Linked DNA regions of Cyprinus carpio: region 2 is linked to region 1. Evidence: chromatin contacts called from public Hi-C data. All regions are on one chromosome and are shown on one strand. The core of a region is the stretch at or near the end of the contact, and the rest is flanking DNA. Distances in the headings are between cores, read along the strand shown.

Region 1 (4,550 bases), core at 403-2,902:
CTCTGCATAACACAGAAATACTTATTTATAGACTTTAGACTTTGATCAATGTGAAATACCTGGAACAGTGCAAATACTCCTACTTCAGGAAATGAGATAGCAGAGGCAGGGCTGATTTAGATGCTGTCTGGTTTGATTCAGAGTTATGTCATCAACAGCATGGTGCTATTCCAAACTCCAGATTAACAGCTCCTGCTGAGTTACAGAAGTGTGAGCCAGTATATGGTGAATAACTGTATAGTCTAACTGGCCTTGAATTGAACTGACCTCTCATCAAATTGTTTTCCTGGCAGGTGCTGTAGAATAAATGCAGCTTATTTTACATATATCGATGAACTTTAAAGGTGCTAAATGTGGTTATTGTGGTTAAATATTAAAGCTGTTTTACGTGTCTTTTCATTTGTCCATCAGGAGCAGGACGTCCTGCAGGAGTATCTTCTTGCTCTCACTACCAATGAACAGCTAGTAGTGCGCACTGCTCAGGTAAGACTGCCACAGTTCCTGTAGTGTTCATATACATTTTATTTTATTTTAGCAGATAACAGTCATGAGCATGTCCGAGAAGGTATGCCATAAACACAACATTTGTAACATTAAAATTAGATCGGTAAAAAGGTTGTATTCTGTAATATTTATGTAAATGAACCTTGTAAATAATTTATCTTTTTTTTAATGGAATTTGATAAATTAACATATAATATAATTTTGTAGTCATTTGTAATCAGTATATACAGCTGAATTATTTGACATAAAGGAAAAAGGACAATAGACTTTGGAATACAATGTATAGTTAGTAAGTGTTAGTAGTTGAAGATGACATTCAGTATGAAGACACTAAACTGATGCGGCCATATTTAAATGAGTACACGTGTATATACCAGGAGCCACAGAGGGTTTTCAGTGCTCTTGGTTCACTGCTTAAAAATAAGATGTGGCAGAGCCTAGTGCATTAACTCGTGCCATAAAGCTGGAAGGACAGGAAACCACAGCACAGTGGAAAGGTGAATGTTTAGTGTCCCACCATATGCTGCTGAGAAATAATGATCCTGTAATGTCTAATAGTGTGTAAAGCTTGTTTTATTAGCAAACCTTGATGACAGACAGGCATTGTACAGTATGGATACTTGATGCAAAATTAATGAGTGTATTTTATTATTACTGCATATTAGCGATCCCGTTTGTTGTTTGATATTGTTTCTGTTGCAGTAACATTCATTGTAGTACAGATTAATAAATGAAATTTGAGGAAATACTTCTCTAAAAAAAATTTTTCTCGAGTTCTTGAGTAAGAGCATTTGACCTTTGTTCACATAAACCGATAAGAGCATTAGTGAAATAAATATTTGCGCTCCTCATCACGTGACGGCTCTAACCAAATATTATGCTTAAACAGCTGAACATCAGAAAGGATGTTAATTAAAACACCAGTGTCAATTCTGGCATGAGGCATGAGACGTACCTATCATCCATATACAGCAGTACATGTGTGTGAGAGTGCGTTTGTGTGTGGGCTGTGGGCAACTCTACTGCATTTAGTCATTAAGGCCATTATCGTGTTTGGTGCGGCACAGTTCATCTCCGGCACAGGGGCGACTAAAGGAACACATTCTGTTGTGTAGGACGGGATTAATGCTCTGTATTTATCTTATCCCAAGCACCTTTTTAGCTCAAATAAAAACATGCTCGTAATATTCATGAAAGCCAAACAAGTGGTTTGATGTTGTTAACAAAATAGCATTTTTGTGCCCAAAAAGTTTTTAAATGGGCCAAACAGCAACATATTTGAAGTGTGATAATTGTGTGTTTGTGTGTGGGTGTTTTTGCTGAACTGTGAGGGCCACAGGTGTGTGAAACGGTTTGAGAAATTACCCACAATGTTTTGCTTAATGGTTTTTTTTTTCTCTTACTCTCCCTCTCTCTGACTTTTTCTGCCATTGACCCCTCCCCCCTCTTTCTTTCTCCTCCTGTACTCATTCATTCATTTCTCATTTCTTTATGTCATTCTCTCCCCTGTTTTATTGCACAGGCGCTGAAGAACATCGCAGCCATCAGCCTGGCCATTAATTACCCAAATAAATCCACTACACTGCTCAACCTGTCCCCCTGAAAGAGGGATGAAAGAGAGATTGAGATGAGAGAAGGGAAGCTTGCCAGAGGCCCATGGAAACGGCCTTCTGCGCTCGCCGGCTCCGGCAGGAGCGGGCCACATATCGTCTTCCAGAAAAACCCACCTGTAAACACATCCCTTCGCTGGTTTACTCATAAAGTGGGGGGTGCAGTGATCTCGCACCTCTTCGTAATCGCTGTTTCTCATCTCGTTTGAAAAAGTTTCCTCTTGAAATGCAGGCGAAGGTGTTTTCTTTTTCACCTTGTCCATTTGACCTCTGCTTTAACAATGAGGGTTTATTGGGCTATGCCAAATTTGTTTCTCACCCATAAGCACATGTTTCTTTCTCTGTTCCTTCATTTTCTTTTCTGGAAAAACCACCGTGGGCAAGACAATCGATCAAAGTGAAAGCAGGTCACCTTTCCCTGCCTCACACACTCTCTCTGGACACGTTGCCTAAAAATACAAAGCTGCCGATGCAGTCTCATCCTTCAAAGTGGCCCGAGACTACATAAACAACTCACACTATATCAAAACCTGTCTGAAACCTTGGGGCCTTCTCTCTCTTCACCCTCAGTGAAGCCTGACGAGCTGATGTTTGTTCAGTACTAGCAGCTAGCAGTTACACTCGAAAACAACATGCTTCTAGACAAATGTCAGCTGATGTTTGTGAGTAAATAAAAAATACAAAAAACTGAGGTTGACATGCCATGCGAGTCCAGAAGGCACCGTTTGCCTTAAGAGTGCAGCTCAAAGTGATCTTGCAACTGATTGTGGGTCAGTTAACAAAGATATATAACATGTCCTAGTAAGAGGAATGTCAGCGCTTGTGTCTTACATTGTCATGTCCCAGATTCTAAACTCACTCATAATGCTGCATACCACAGGAAATGTAGAGCACTATGTACATGAAATATCACTTTATGTTGTACTGCATGCATCACTGGACTAAACCATATTGTCCATTACTGTTAGTGACATATCGGTTGGGGTTTTATAGATATATTCTGTAATATTACCGAGGTTGGAGACGTTCTGAACTGTTTGATCGGTGGATGATCTTAAGGTGCACAACTTGATAATCATAAACTTCATCCATCAAAGTGGTTTCCTTCATATATAGCGATTGAGACTCACCAGTATTTTAACTGTGGTGACATGGATACGGTTATGGAAGCTTTGTTTTATATATATATATATATATATATATATATATATATAATATATATATATATATATATATATATATATATATTATTGTAATTATTATTGTCATTACAGGGACATTATTGGATGAATCTTGAGTAAAGCATTTAATTGGGTCAGGTAAAAGCTGTTCTGAGTTCTAACCAATGTTTATCTAAAAAAATGTTTTATTGTGTGTTTTTTTTTTTTTTTTTTTTTTTTTTTTTTTTTTTTTTTTTTTTATTAAATATCGTAGTAGTCATTGAGAATTTGTTGTGTTCTTGACAGGGGTATTCAGGTCTGTTATGATTTTTTTTTTTTTCTCAGTTTGATGTTATTTTAGTCAGGAAGGAATTGAAATAGAGGGTTATTTATGCCAAAGAATCATTATTGTATGAAAGACAAGCATCTAATGCAAAGAAATGTATATTTATCGTCCGGAAGGAGGGTCTTATGTTGGAGTGGTTGGTGGGGGTGTTATAATAGAAAAAGTGTTGGGCTCCAGTGACAGACAGATCTTTAGTCCTCAATGTTTTTGTTTACATGTGTACTAGCATGGAGCACTGGCTATGTTTGATGCTGCTGCTCAGCCTCAGTTCAGGTGGGTTTCAAAACGTCTGCCAGGAAATCTTCCTGTCACTATTAAGCCTCAGATATTAACAAACAATGTGCCTATGTTTAAAATGAAGCAATCTTAATTTAATCTTCATATCATTATAAAAGTCCTCTCTTTTTAAAGAAAATGATAGTTTAATTTGGAGCTATTTTTTTTTATCTATTTTCTTTTTATGAGTGTCTTTTTTGTTTCCGAGTTAATGGCTTCAATTGCTTTGAATTTGACATGAATGTATGTAGTTGTGAATATGGATAATTGCAGAAATAATTCACATGAAAATTACCCCCACATTAAAAAATGGTCAGAATAATGTACTATATTATTGTAAGTTTACACTTGATCCTTTTGAATTGATTTGCTATGTCACACAAAAAAGAAACAACAAAACTGCTTTGGGTTGATTGCTCATTTGTTTTTAATTAAAAAAAGCAAGATTTGCAAATTCATGTGCCTGGAGTTTTCCTTCTCTTTTCTGGAAAGTCATTTAGAAGTCAAAACTTGAGCATGTTTTGGTTTATTTTAGATGACAGTTCAGTCTTTTGGCAATTGTTGGTGCGCTGTAAAAGTTTTATTATATACCATGTATCAAACCCTGAAGTAAAAATTCATTTGTATCTATTTTTATTTTGTTTAACTTATTTT
Region 2 (4,717 bases), core at 988-3,487, 38 kb after region 1:
CACTCCAGGGCCAGTCAGACCCGCTCTGGTCATTCCAGAGCTAGCCAAGCCCGCTCCAGTCATTCCTGAGCCAGGCAAGCCCGCTCCAGTCATTCCAGTGCCAGTTCGGTCCACCCTAGTCATTCCAGAGTCTGTCGAGTCTGCCCAAATCATCCCAGAGCCAGCAGAATGTTTAGTTTTCCCTCCCTAGTCATTTTTTACAAGTCTTTTGATCGGTGTTCTCTTGTTGTCTTGTCTTTGTGTGTTTGGTTCCTGCCCTGCTTCCTGAGTCCTCCCTGGTCGCTGCTTCATCTGGCCTGACAGACATTCTGATGCTTCAAGAGTTACTACCCCAGTGCCAAGCCTGTGGTTCCTTGGGCTCCTACCTAGTCTCCTTTGCCACAGAGTCTGGAGTTTCTCCATCCTCGGCCAGCATGTTTCCCCTGTCGTGTGCCTTGGCCTATTGTGTGGACTATCTGCCTGCCTGCCTCTTGTGTTCCCAGTTCTGTTAATAAATTTGTTCCCCTGTTCATTCTGCATCTGGATCCTCCCTTGCCAAACCTTGACAGTAAGTGTATAATGCCAAGTGTTTTAAAAACTGTTCAGATTTTAAGTCATGTAATGTATTCCAGCATTAAAGGGTTACTCCACCCAAAAATAAAAATTGTCATTATTCACTTACCCCCATGTCAACCCCGCGCCACAAGGACATTTTTTTTTTTTTTTTTTTTCCCAAACATGTATTTATGCTTTGGTTTGAAAGACAACAGCGCAGCGTGGCTGAAACAGAGCATACGCCGCCTGTGTACTGCTCAGGTTTGTCAAACTGGTGCTATGCTGATTTGGAGAGACACAGAGGAGAGGTATTGTTGAATAAAGTCGTTTTGTGTTTTCATATACAATAAGTATTCTCGTCACTTCATAACATTACGGTTGAATCACTGATGGCAGATGGACTATTCTGATGTTGCTTTTCATACTTTCCTGTCAATAACCTTGACAGTGTTATTTACTTGGCAGTCTATGGGACAGTCTCAAGCCTCCCTGTTTTCATCCAAAATATCTTAAATTGTGTTCCGTTGACAAACAAAGTGTTTATGGGTTTGGAACGACATGGGGGGTAAGTGATTAATGACAATTTTCATTTTGGGATGGAGTATCCCTTTAAGTCAGTGATGCTCAACCAGGTTTGACTGATGCTCAATCAAAATCCTTAAAATAAGCTAAAACAAAAATGGATAATACTTTAATTTGCCCTCAATGAAATTTAAATTATATAATAAGTTATGTATGGACATTCATAACTTCTGGAAATTAAAATAAAAGGGGGGTGTTTAAGAGCCACTGCCCTAACTTTAACCTTAGTATCACATTCTTATAAATAGCATTACTCTGCCACGATCCATGATATTTCTTAATTCAGAACTGAATCCAAGAAGTCTGAACTTTTCTTGATGCGACTGCATGATTAAATTGACCAATGAAATTGGCTTTGGGGCGGGGTCATTCATGACACAGACGCACTGTGGTTCGCCTCAAAAGTACAATGTGAAAAGAGACCAGCAAGGACCTGGGGAGGTTGGTGGAACTGAAGTCAGGTTCAGAAAAAGCAATCAAAAACCAAGTGTGAAAACAGTCTGAGAGGTGAAAAGCCAAGCCAGATGGGGTTGCCAGTTTAATTTGTGATGCCAGCTTTGACCTAACCATTACCTAATTTTCCAAAAGATCTCCCATCACTTCTGCAGGCAAGGATGATGTAACCTATAAAGTTTCTTGTTTTAACATGAGTTTAGCAGTGTACATTTTCTATATATAGGCTTTGCACAGGGACAGATGAGAAACTATGAGCAAGGAAAGAACTGGAGCACCTTGTTCTAAATCCATCTCCCCCATTGTGCATTACACATGTTTTCCTTGTGAGGCAGCTCTCAGTGGTTTACATTTTTATGATGCTCTACAAGTGAATTAAATGATAATTTAGCAATTTGCAATATTACTAAATGTTATGATTCAGATAAAAAAAACAATAAAGGTTATACAATCTATAAATAAACTAAATCGCTAAAAAGTTTATCCCTCACATACTGTAAACACGTTATATTGATCTATGCACTCAGTAAACAAACGCAAAAGTAGTTTGTAAATACCAAAGGCTTCTCCATTGTGGACACTTTTGTTTTGTTTCATATGTAACGGCCAGTAAATGGTTAATATCTTCCAGATATATTAATCAGATTCAGAGGCAATCTTGACACAAGTTTGAGCTGTGACGGTTTGACAAGCTCACAGATGACGCGCTGGGAGGAACTCGAGTCACCTCTACAGCTTCCTTCATCCTCGACAAACTGCTCACCGTTTTATTTTCCTCCTGACACGGAAATTAGGTTGGCGCAGTTCTCGATTACGGCGGTTTTTCTTTTTCATACACACACCGACAGCGTGAGCAGCCTTTCTCTTCTCTCAGGTATAGCAAGCCAATAAGCGCTCGCGGACGGTGCCCAGACACGCGAGCTCACGGAAAAAGAGGCGGGAACCTCGCGCACCTTCAGAGGACGCGGAGCGCGTGCGCGCGCACTCACACCGCTCGAGCACACACGGAGCAGCAGCTTCACGGACTCAAACCGGCGGCTTGCAGAAGGGGCAGGTGGACGTCTGCGCAGACTACCACCTCCGCTTGGCGGTCTAAAAGCACCTCGGTGAAAAATTTGGCCACTTCAGTCCGTCCGTGATCTCGGTGTCATTTGTCACAAATACATGCCGTTCAAGTGCTCGTAGTAAACAGTTCCTCGAGATGGAAAACGCCCACACTAAATCTGCATCAGAAGTTTTAACAAACTTCGGTGTGAACGAAAACACGGGACTCACGCTGGAACAAGTGAAAATTAATTTCGAAAGATATGGACCAAACGGTGAGTAAGCACTCATGTATGTACCTGGCTGTTTCTAAGTGTTTGCTCTGGTGCCGGTGGAGTCGAACATAGACATTCACACGCGTTCCCTACAGCGGAAGAAAGTTATTCTTTATAATCAGGTGCCTCGTAGGCTTTTATCTCGCTTAAATCTTAAGAAATAGGAGAAGAGCAGTTTCCAGCTTGGTTCGGTCCATAGTGAAGTAACGTTACATTGCTGATGAGATCTCTGAAATGATGGATTGTGATGCTGCAGCCTCTAAGTTGTGGACTTCTACTGAGAGTAACCTTGACTCATAAGCACATATGATGCTTTGTTAAAGTGCTATGCATAAGTCAGACTATGAAGAAAAATGTATTCTTTCTTCATTTCATGGATAGTTTGTTAGGCTAATGTATAATCATGAAGTCATATCTGTTCAGCCTTGCTCTCTTTTATGACATGGGACATTATGACCAACCAGACCGGCATTTTCCATTCACCCTCTTTTTATGACCCTTAGTTTGAATTCAGGCAAATCCAAAGTGATTTGCGCTCTGTAATGTACCTGGCCGTGAGCCTTAGAGTGGAAAACCTTCTGTTGAGGTGGCTTGCAGGACTGAGATGCAAGTGTCCACGTCCTGCAGGGTTTCAGACACCCCTCATTTTGAGCCACAAGCTCACACACTCATTGAGCCGCAGATGTTTTTGGCTCAAAGGCATGTGCAGGGAAAAGCCTTCCCTTTGAAAAGGAAATATTGTTTCAAGAGATAAAGAGCTAGATAATGTACCAGTGACCAGCATTATGGAACTTGAGAAACCTGTTTTCTACTTCCTCAGTGAGATAAAATGTTCACGTAGAAACAGTGCGCGTCAGGTTACGTTGCCCTACTACTGTTTGTTTCAGAGGACACTTAAAAAGAGCTTTTTATTTTTTTTATTTATTTTTTTTGTTTGTTGCGTAAGACTGTATTGTACTAAAGTATTCTGTTGTGTTTCATTAAGTCATGTAAGTGGATCTGAAGAATAGTGGCACAAGCTGTGGATCTAATAAGATAACAATAGTTACATTTCCATGTTGTAATGATGAGGAGAATATATTTGCATTTTCTTTAAACTGTTCAGTTTTTTTTTCCATCGTATGACGTCACACTGGAAGCTTTATTGGTTCGCTTCACAGCTGTGCATCGCATGATTTATTTTGGAGGGTCGAGTAATTGAGAGCATTGTATAATGGCATGAACAAGCATGAAAGTGTGTTTGTCCCATATGTCACAGTTTTGATACCCAGGATACCCAGGCACTCATTTCTATCTATCTGCTGTCTAACCTTACACTTGATAGCAGTAACTCTGAACACTTTTTTTTGTGCAGATGGAATACCTTTTTTGTCAAAAGTTTTTGAAAAGCTGCAGTTTAGCTTGCCGTCGTTGCTTATCATATCAATCTCCATGACAGAATTTGCACTTTGACGCACTTCTGCAACACTTTTGCTCATACAATAATATTCAAATTAGAACAGTGACACTTCCAAATTAACATACAGAAGATATTGTCTATCATTTTTGAGAGAATAAGCTAGTGTCAGTGTGTGACAACGCATCAGTGATTAATAAAGGATCCCCATTGCGTCTGATCTCCCTGCAGACTCTGCTGCTGCATAAGCACAACATCCCATGACTTTCCGCTTGGGTCGGTTAAAGTGACAGACTCACTAACTCATTACATACACACTCAGCAATACTCAACTTTTGCTGGGCTGTCTTTGTTGTACGACTGCTCTCAGTAACCCCACGTTAGATGTTTGAAGAAGGCTCCTCTTTAAGATGGACAAAGATTGGGTATGAAT

The links. A called contact is a pair of places that touch in the nucleus more often than the background predicts.
Region 2: a contact with region 1 is called in a Hi-C map of liver, with 1.7 times the contacts expected there. The contact joins the promoter of LOC122144869 here to the enhancer-like site in region 1. A contact is called at or near these places in 2 of 8 Hi-C or Micro-C datasets (both in liver).

The regions. Positions count from the first base shown.
Region 1 is chrA5:17,838,534-17,843,083 of ASM1834038v1, forward strand. It overlaps LOC109079895 (zinc finger ZZ-type and EF-hand domain-containing protein 1-like), which reads left to right. Exons shown (of 56, transcript XM_042756086.1): 55 at 412-483; 56 at 2,027-4,350. The coding sequence ends at 2,107. Among protein-coding and RNA genes, the nearest start is that of LOC122144869, 37 kb to the right of the region's middle. Within about 2 kb of position 1,653, at least 1 of the 8 cell types and tissues checked has an H3K27ac peak or open chromatin away from gene starts, as enhancers often do. A contact at or near this core is called in liver, where this site is marked.
Region 2 is chrA5:17,876,036-17,880,752 of ASM1834038v1, forward strand. LOC122144869 (sarcoplasmic/endoplasmic reticulum calcium ATPase 1-like) reads left to right here and starts at 2,238. Exons shown (of 10, transcript XM_042756087.1): 1 at 2,238-2,888. The coding sequence starts at 2,771. It overlaps LOC109077243 (a long non-coding RNA gene), which reads right to left and starts at 2,467. Exons shown (of 3, transcript XR_002015554.2): 1 at 2,333-2,467.